3 separate regions of the Mus musculus genome follow, and all the other regions are linked to region 2. Evidence: chromatin contacts called from public Hi-C data. All regions are on one chromosome and are shown on one strand. Each heading gives the region's core, a stretch centred on a gene start, on an enhancer-like site or on the middle of the called end of the contact. The rest is flanking DNA. Distances are from core to core; before and after follow the strand shown. Region 1 has its middle 7.5 kb from the start of Gm30971. Region 2 overlaps Fyb (FYN binding protein). Region 3 has its middle 14 kb from the start of Lifr.

Region 1 (2,861 bases), core at 163-2,662, 450 kb after region 2:
TTTGTACGGTCTTTCCCTCCAGACTATGTCTACCCAAACAAATGGCGTTGAGGTTTCTGTGAAAACAATAGATAATAAATCCTTCCTAAGCACCTACATACATTCCAGAGCTGGTTCACACTCGACTGCTCCTTCTATATAGCATCATGAACGGCAAAACTGAGAGTGTTGCCGGGCTTGGTGGCGCACTCCTGTAATCCCAGCACTTGGGAGGCAGAGGCAGGAGGATTTCTGAGTTCGAGGCCAGCCTGATCTACAAAGTGAGATCCAGGACAGCCAGGGCTACACAGAGAAACTCTGTCTCGAAAAAAAAAAACAAAAACAAAAACAAAAAAACAAAACAAAACAAAAAAAAAACCCAAAACCCAAAAACCTGAAAGTGTTGTCAGATGGTATCTGCTCCACCAAACATCTGCTTTAATAAGAATTCTGGCCTCTGTGCATGGGACACGGTTCAGTCTGGACTTTACTTGTGCCTGCATCTAAACGCAAAGGACTTTGAGTGTTCATTGAACATTAATCAAGAAAGGCTCTCTAAGCTCCTCATTTCCACTGCTGAGGTATGTAATTACCACCACTCCTACCAGCTTAGGAAAGGTACCGCTCACCGAGCATCTTCCGGTGTTTCAGTGGAAATGAACCAGTTGCCACTTGGAAAAATTGTTGAAAGGCGCTCCGAGAACCCCCCCCCCCCCCCCCCCCCCCCGCCTCTGTCTAGCTGGTGCCGCTCCAGGTCTCCTATCAGGTTGCAAACAGGCTGCTTTTGGATCAGCTCATCTTTCAAGTACTTTTTTTTAAGGCCATGGAAGCTGAAGGTTGGAAAGGCAAATAGAAAAGGGGGGGAAAGAACCAGGCCATGTTTTCTTCAGTTTGCCGAAAAGCAGGAAACTCAAAAAGCACACTCTTTAACAATGAGATCTCTGTAATCATACTGAGTAGAAACACAACAGAGTGACGTGGGCAGGAGTTCCGGCAGACATCCAGAAGGTTCTGCCTCGCTCTCCCTGCCTTCCTTTCCTTGTCCGTGCACTGGGGAGGTGGGCAGTGAGTCCGACAGTGCTATGACAATATCATGTTTTTATGTATTTTAAAAAATAAAACCCTTACGTATACATAGGTTATCTCTGGAAGAAGCATTCTTGCAACACAGAGGCATATCATTATGTGTGTGTGTGTGTGTGTGTGTGTGTGTGTGTGTGTATACTTATCCACTTTACATTCCACCCACTGTCCCCCTCCCAATCACCCTCTCCCACAATCCTTCCCCCATCCCCTCTTCTCTTGTGAGCAGGTAGGGGCCCCCCATGGGTAACCCCAACCCTGGCAATTCAAGTCTCTGTATCCTTTCCCACTGAAGCCATACAAGGCAGCCTACCTGGATGAACATGTCTTGAATACAGGCATCGTCTTGAGAGGTGGGCTGGAACCTAGCCTGTGCAGCCACATTACGCCCTGCGCTGCGATTCTGAGCTCACTGCCATCCCTAGCCTGGCGTGCGACCTTGAGCACTTGCCCTTACTTGTGTTCAGACAATGCTATCTTAACGCGGGCCGTCAATGAAGTTTAGGGAAAGTTGCCGGTCTTTTCTGGGCATTGTTTCCCTTTGTCGATCAAAGGCACAGGGGAGGAAGTAAATCACCTGTGGGCTTCTGCCAGAGCATTCAGTAATCAACAGTCCGCGGTGTGTGCTAACCCGCCGCTCAACTCCCTTTCAAAGAAAGGTCTCCACTCTGCGAGCAGTGAAAATACCTAGGGATGTTCCACAGGGTCAGACAAAAGGAAGGGCTGCAAATGTCAGTGTGTGGGGGGAGGGGGGATGTGATAATGGAAAGAAAGTAAAAGGGTATGGGTGGAGGTAGGCACTTAGGAAAACTACCTTGTTTGAAGAGGCAGTCCTGAGAGTGAAAAGACAAGTGTGGCCACAGACCCTCTCTGACCCTGTAGGTCCTGCAGAGCTAGTTGATCTTCAGATGAGGGGATGAGACACAGGGCAGCCATGGGCTCTGGAAATATATCATTAGCCGTTCTCAAAGTGGTTCCACAAACTGAACATTTGAGTTTAAATTCTTGAATAAGTGTTAAACAATCAAAGAAAGGCATCCCAAAGTATATGTATATATCTACATCTACATCATCTATATCTATATATATGTGTGTGTGTGTGTATATATGTATCCATATATATGTGTGTGTGTATATATATATATATGCTAATATATAGGAATTTTCCCATGATATATACATATGTATATATATTCCATGATATATATACATTTCATATATATATGTGTGTGTATATATATATATATATATGCCTATATATTAGTTCCAAGAACACATTTCTACAGATTGTTTCTGAAACGTTAGCAAACAGTTTGTGAAGTAGGAGTTGTTTTGACAAGACAAAGGGGAAAGTGACCCATTGGTTCCTGAAGTTAGAAAAGGATGGCATCAGCTTCATTTTCTAAGGATTGTGAACACGCATGCTGGCTCTCATCTGAATTGTGGCATGAGACATGTGAGCCACTTGCCAACCTGTAAGCCATGGGCATACACCTGGCTGCTTCTAAGTCACACTTGCTCAGTGGAAGCGCATGCCCCTTGATAGGCAGGGGTTGTGTATGGGTAGAATGATAGGCCCAAATCTAGAGCCTGGCCCCATACCTAAAGTGAAGCTATGTAGCACTGAGCATTTTAGGCCTGGATCCTGTTTTACTCCACAAAGCATGTAAAACAATATCCAATTTGTAGTTGCTTTGCAGGACAGACTCAGATAACAAGAGGGAGAGCGTTTGTTGAGATTCCATCTCACTCAGTCAGAATGACTGACATCAAGAAAAGAAATCATGGCAAATGCTGAC
Region 2 (2,700 bases), core at 17-2,516:
ACACACACCCTAGTAACAGTTCTTTATTTTTATTTATTTTATTTTATTTCATTTTATTTTAGAGATGGAATTAACCCAGTAAACCCCCCCCCCCCCCAGCTAAGCATGGAGAAAGAGAGTGTCCGAGACAGAGTGAGGATTCTGTAAAAGCAAAGCAGTGGAAGAACAGAGTTCATTACTCAGCCCTGCGCCCTGCTCACCGTGAAAAGGACATTCATTGGTTGAATGTCAGTGTATTTTATGTCCAGAGTATTTACGTTCTCAGTAAAATGCTATTCCTTAAAGCTAAGGTGAAGGACTTATGTTAAGAGATAGGTTATTTCTCTGCCAGTGAAATGAGCCAACTCAAGCCAGATTAGAATATATTGAAGTCAGGTTTATTGGGGAGCTGCTCTTGGATGAGTTCACTAACCCCAAAGACCAGGCCAGGGAAGTCACTATGAGTGTGTGTGTGTGTGGGGGGGGGGGGGGGGGGGGAGAAAGTGTGTGTGCCCGAAGAGAGAAAGAGAAAGAGAAATGAGGGAGAGAGATCAAAATGTCTGGATTATATAGGCAGGAGCCTTTTGGGGGAAGGGCAGCTCAACCCCTAGGCTGGAAAGTTCAGGGATGGGAGCAGGGTGTGCCAGGTATGGACTGAGGGATGCTGGGAGAACCTTAAGTCCAGATCTGCTTTGATATGTAAAGTAAGCACTTCATTCCCCCAGCTCAGAAACCAAACATTACTTAATTTCCATTGTAAAACTTGTTCTTCCTTGTCCACACCTAGCAATCTTATTTAAATAATTATTTCCAACAGGATCCTTTTTTCTTTGCTTTGCTTTGTCATTGAAATGGAAACTTATTATATAGTCCAGGTTGGCTTTGAACCCCAGAGTACCGCAATTATAAATAAGTATGTAAGTACAAAGCTACAGCAATTGTTCATTACTGATTGGACCACCCAACTTCAGGCGGCTTCAACGTGTTGGCTTGAAGGTTAAAGTGACTTAACCATTCTGGGATGTTGCACGTCCCATATACAAATGTAATATACCGACTTTCCTTTTTAAGGATTTTGAATACCTTAAACCAATGGTTCTCAACCTTCCTAACGCTGTGACCGTGATCGTTTGATATAGTTCCTAATGCTGTGGTGACCTTCGATCATAAAATGACTTTGTTGCCACTTCATAACTGTAATCTTGCTACTGTTATGCATTGTATGCATATATCTTATATGCAGGATATCGGATACAGACTCCCAATGTGGGTCATGACCCACAGGCTAAGCACCACTGCCTTAAATGGACGTCCCAAAGACTTCACTACAGAAACCCCTCCCATGACACTGTAAAAGCTTTGGAATTAAATCAGTTCCTTTAAAGAACCCAAGAGCTTTTGTGATTAAATTACTAAGTAAACCCCATGTGTTAGCATAAGATATCGAATCAGCCATCAGCAGGACACAGGCCTCTCATCCCAGCACTCAAGGTTTTGAACCATGGAGGTTATTAGGTCAAGGCCAACTTGACCTGCTAAATTTTTCAGTCGTAGTATGCCTGTGTGCCTTAACTTTGACTAAGAGCTCACAGCCTAAAGTCTTTGATAATTCATGTTCATATTTTATGTATTCATGCATTTATACCTTTCGCACGGAGGTTTGCCTACCACCTCAGTTTTTCTTTTTTTTTCCTTGCAATTTATTTATTAAGGAAATCAGATTGTTTGCTTGTGGATGTTATGGCTAGCCTTGTCTGGGTTTTGCTGACTGGGTCTCTATTAGAAGATTCTCTGCCTCCTGAAGATTGCTAATTGAATGCAAAGTTGGCTTGATGACATTTGGTTTTTCTTTCTTACTGTTTTATTTTTGGTTTGGTGTAAAGCTTGTGTCTAGATGATAGTGTATTTTTTATGTTATTTATCATTATTTTATGTGTGAGAGTGTTTTGCCTGTATGTATGTGTGCTGTATACACACTGAGTGTCTACTGAGGCCAGAAGAAATTTCCATTTATATGTATATGTTTATGTATATTTTCACTTTAAGGCAAGCTTCTACTTTATTCTCATGGGTGTTTTTCTTTTCTTTCTTTCTTGTTTTCAGACATCCTATAAATGACGAAAATCAAGATGGTGTCATGCACTCTGATGGTAAGGAGTAACTTTCTTCTTCTTCCTTTTTTTTTAAAATCTGAAGTACATGTTTGAATTAGTTAAATGTCATGGCATCCTTAATGGCCAGTTACCATCACTGGCCTATGCCAGGTCCCCTGTTTTACTTATTTCTTAGCATTCTCATGCTCCATTTCCTTCTCTTTCTCACTACAGACAACATCCTACAACACTCAGTGTGCATTTGTACATATTCTTCTCATATGATTATATGTAAGGACACACGTAACTTATATGAAAAGCAGATTCTCAAGTTTTCTTTTTGAGAACACTCAGTGCATGGGTTTTCCAGCCTCTACTCCATGACTGTGCACACATTTAGTGTGTGGTTAGTAGGCACCGCCCAGCACAGCATGGAATGCACATCTGCCTCACTGGGAGTGAAGAAACACTGCAGTGCTCCTCTATGGTCTCATCCAGGTGGACCTCAGAGACGCCATTTCTTCACAGAGAAATGGCAGTGGAAAGGCTGGTTATGTGCTCCAAGGTAGAGTTACTTTGCTGGATAGGACTAGAGTGCTCCTCAGAACTGATACCCTGTCTACAGTCT
Region 3 (2,817 bases), core at 172-2,671, 490 kb after region 2:
AGGGTGTGTTTAAGTAGAGATGATATGCAAGAGGTATGGGATACACTGCATTTTCTAGCTCTGTATACTGACCCATCTCATGGGCCTAAAATTATTTTTTGACATAGTGAAAATACAGAGCCTTTTTACTGATCATTTTTATTTAAACAATAATAAAAGAGAACTATCTTTGTAGAATTTACATTGCCTTAGGCAGTATAAGCAATCTAGAGATGTATTTAAACTGCCCAGATTTTTATACACACACACACACACACACACACACACACACACACAACTAAAGTTCTATGTCATTCTATATAAGAGATTTAGGATTGATAGGGGGTCTAGGAACCAATTCATCTTAGATACCAAGAGGTGAAGGTCTACATTTTTGTTGGGCATATATTTCTAAGGCAGAAAGACACAGGCTGTCTTGATAAGATGAAAAAATAAATTATTACAGGTAGTAATAAAACAATATATATACACACACACACACTCATATAATGAAAATGAAGGTTTGAATAGATTCAAGAATAAAAGGCAACATCAGAGTTAGGGATGGGAAGGGCTGTCACTGAGGGTAGAGATGGGTATAGCTTAAGCTGAGTGAAGTTTAAGCTAAGGAGAATGATGGAGGGGTACACATGGAGGTTGTAGAAACTACTATGTGTAATGGGGTAGTGGTGGGGATAGAAGGCTATACTGATAGAAGGCCAGCTATGTCCTTAGGAAAAGGGTACAGCTCAGTTTGGATGATTGATGGGCCCAGTGCCATCACTTTCCCCCAGAATTGGGAAAATATGAGCTTACGTCTTCCTCTGCCAATCATGACTGTGCAACAGAATGCGTCATGTGACAGCTCAGAGCCTGAACTTGAACTTTACATCACAGGAAAGCCCAGGCTGTTACACAGCGTAAATCTACTCATTTATGTATAGACTGACTAAGTGCCTACGTGAAGGGCCCTGGAGGAAACAAAAGGGAAATGCTCTTGTCCAGTTGGTCCTTCAGCATGATTTGACTGAGGAAGAGCACAGAAAAGGAGGAACACTTGATTCTAAAGATGATGAAGGCCTGAGGGACCTGGGAGGAATTCCCGAAGCCAATAGTTTGGAGTCAGGACAAAGAGTAGGTGGGTGGGGAGAGATTCCAGGAAATGAAACAACTTCACGGAATCCTGGGCAGGATGAGGAGTTCAGAATGTGTGAGGAAAGAGAGACGTGATAGTCACAGGTAGTGACAGCAATTCTAACCCCACAGCTGTGGAGAGAGGGGGCTCCTGAGGCCATCTTAGCAGAATCAGTGAGCTGTGGTTTCAAAGAAAGACCCTGTCTCAAAAATAAGGTGGCCAGCAATGAAGGAAACAGTGGTTGGAACTGTGTGAAGCAGAGTAGCAATGACTTGAGAGCTCTGAGCTAAGGCACTCTGTCTTGATTACCTTGTAAGCACTTTAAGTGGAAGATGGGTAAGCAGAACAATAGAGGCTTTGTGAATTTGCATTTCCATGTCCAAGAATGCATTCATTTACATATGCAAATAACAGGACCGCGGACTCCGGAGGAACTTCTGTAATGTTTGACACTATTTCATTGTAACTATTGAATGGATGAAGCTATCAACCGGAACCTACACAATTAATAGATCTTGGAAAAATAAGTTGTCTGACACTAACTCCCTTTACACGTTTTTTGCTAGGCCTCCCTTCTAGAAACAATAGCTAATATTGGCTGGTGGCTGACTGCACACAGTAGTGTGGTCTTAAGTGCTATGCTAGAGGCATAGTCTCCCATTTAATTGTCACAACTATGACCCAGAGATAAAGCCTAAGGTTATCCCCAGTGTTTTGATGCAGATTGCATACTAGAAAGTCTCCTGCTCTCCTGACCTGGGATTACCCAGTTAGTAAGCAGAAGTAAGATTCCTCCTTGGGCACAGATTCTAGCTCACAAATTCTCATTGACTCCTTTTCCAAAAACAAGGTCACCAACAACACAAACATCTGGCTTGTCTGAATGGGGAAATCAGTTGTGCATTACACATTAATCTCTCGTGAGTTGGTCTGTATGACTCCATTCTCTAGGGCTCCATTCTCTTCCAGTGAACTAATAAAATAATCCAAACTGCAAAGCCAGCTGTGTGTGGATCAAGGGCTAGACCACAAGGAGGATGGTGGGAGAGGAGGTTAGAAAGGAAGCAGAAGCTAAACTGTGCAGATCTTGAGTGTGTAGACATACTGAATTGTTTCCTAATGCAAAAAGTAGACCTGCTTAGAAAGTGACACTGGGGTGATACTTTTAATAGTGATTATTGAGTACCTATAAGAGTCTTACATAAATGGTTTGAATAATTTGTTCTCTTTAATAATACAAAAAGATAAAGGAGGCTTAAGCTATAGCAATTAAATAATGTGTTAGTAAATAACACAATCCTTTGTTTATGCACAGAATTGAACGTAGTCCGAGGTATTCCAGGGCCAAGCCCTGCAGGCCCAGAGTGATTGACTTTGGCATGTCAAAAGCTTTGTCTTCATTTTGAGATGTTAAAGTTTTAGGTCAGGAAACACAATAGCAGGCTTCAGTTAAGTGACTTTGACCTTGTCGAAAGCTCTGTCTCCCTTTTGAGATGTTAAAAGTTTCAGGAAAAGAAGCACACTAAAAGAAATCTGGGTGCTGTGTCCACCCCCAAACTTTCCAGAGTTGTTTCAAGGAGACATTGTTTCCCACCTAACACTAGCAAATCATTGTTTAATATTTCCACTCATACATTAAAATTATATCATAACATAATACTGTGCTAAAAAATTCATGATGCCTCATATTTGACCCTGAACTG

Evidence for each region. A called contact is a pair of places that touch in the nucleus more often than the background predicts.
Region 1: a contact with region 2 is called in a Hi-C map of embryonic stem cells, with 2.2 times the contacts expected there. The contact joins two enhancer-like sites.
Region 3: a Hi-C map of embryonic stem cells shows a contact between it and region 2, with 2.3 times the contacts expected there. The contact joins two enhancer-like sites. A contact is called at or near these places in 1 of 39 promoter capture datasets (stem cell-derived epiblast-like cells), 2 of 484 Hi-C or Micro-C datasets (both in embryonic stem cells) and 3 of 115 datasets of contacts at active chromatin or transcription factors (all in embryonic stem cells).

The regions. Positions count from the first base shown.
Region 1 is chr15:7,080,464-7,083,324 of GRCm38.p6, forward strand. No RefSeq gene overlaps it. Among named protein-coding and RNA genes, the nearest start is that of Gm30971, 7.5 kb to the left of the region's middle. Within about 2 kb of position 1,413, at least 27 of the 459 cell types and tissues checked have an H3K27ac peak or open chromatin away from gene starts, as enhancers often do. A contact at or near this core is called in embryonic stem cells, where this site is marked.
Region 2 is chr15:6,627,990-6,630,689 of GRCm38.p6, forward strand. It overlaps Fyb (FYN binding protein), which reads left to right. Exons shown (of 18, transcript NM_011815.5): 3 at 2,083-2,129. All of the region lies in intron 2 of Gm2245 (predicted gene 2245), which reads right to left. Among named protein-coding and RNA genes, the nearest start is that of Gm2245, 25 kb to the right of the region's middle. Within about 2 kb of position 1,267, at least 2 of the 459 cell types and tissues checked have an H3K27ac peak or open chromatin away from gene starts, as enhancers often do. A contact at or near this core is called in embryonic stem cells, where this site is marked.
Region 3 is chr15:7,114,385-7,117,201 of GRCm38.p6, forward strand. It overlaps a transcript of Lifr not described here. Among named protein-coding and RNA genes, the nearest start is that of Lifr, 14 kb to the right of the region's middle. Within about 2 kb of position 1,422, at least 61 of the 459 cell types and tissues checked have an H3K27ac peak or open chromatin away from gene starts, as enhancers often do. A contact at or near this core is called in embryonic stem cells, where this site is marked.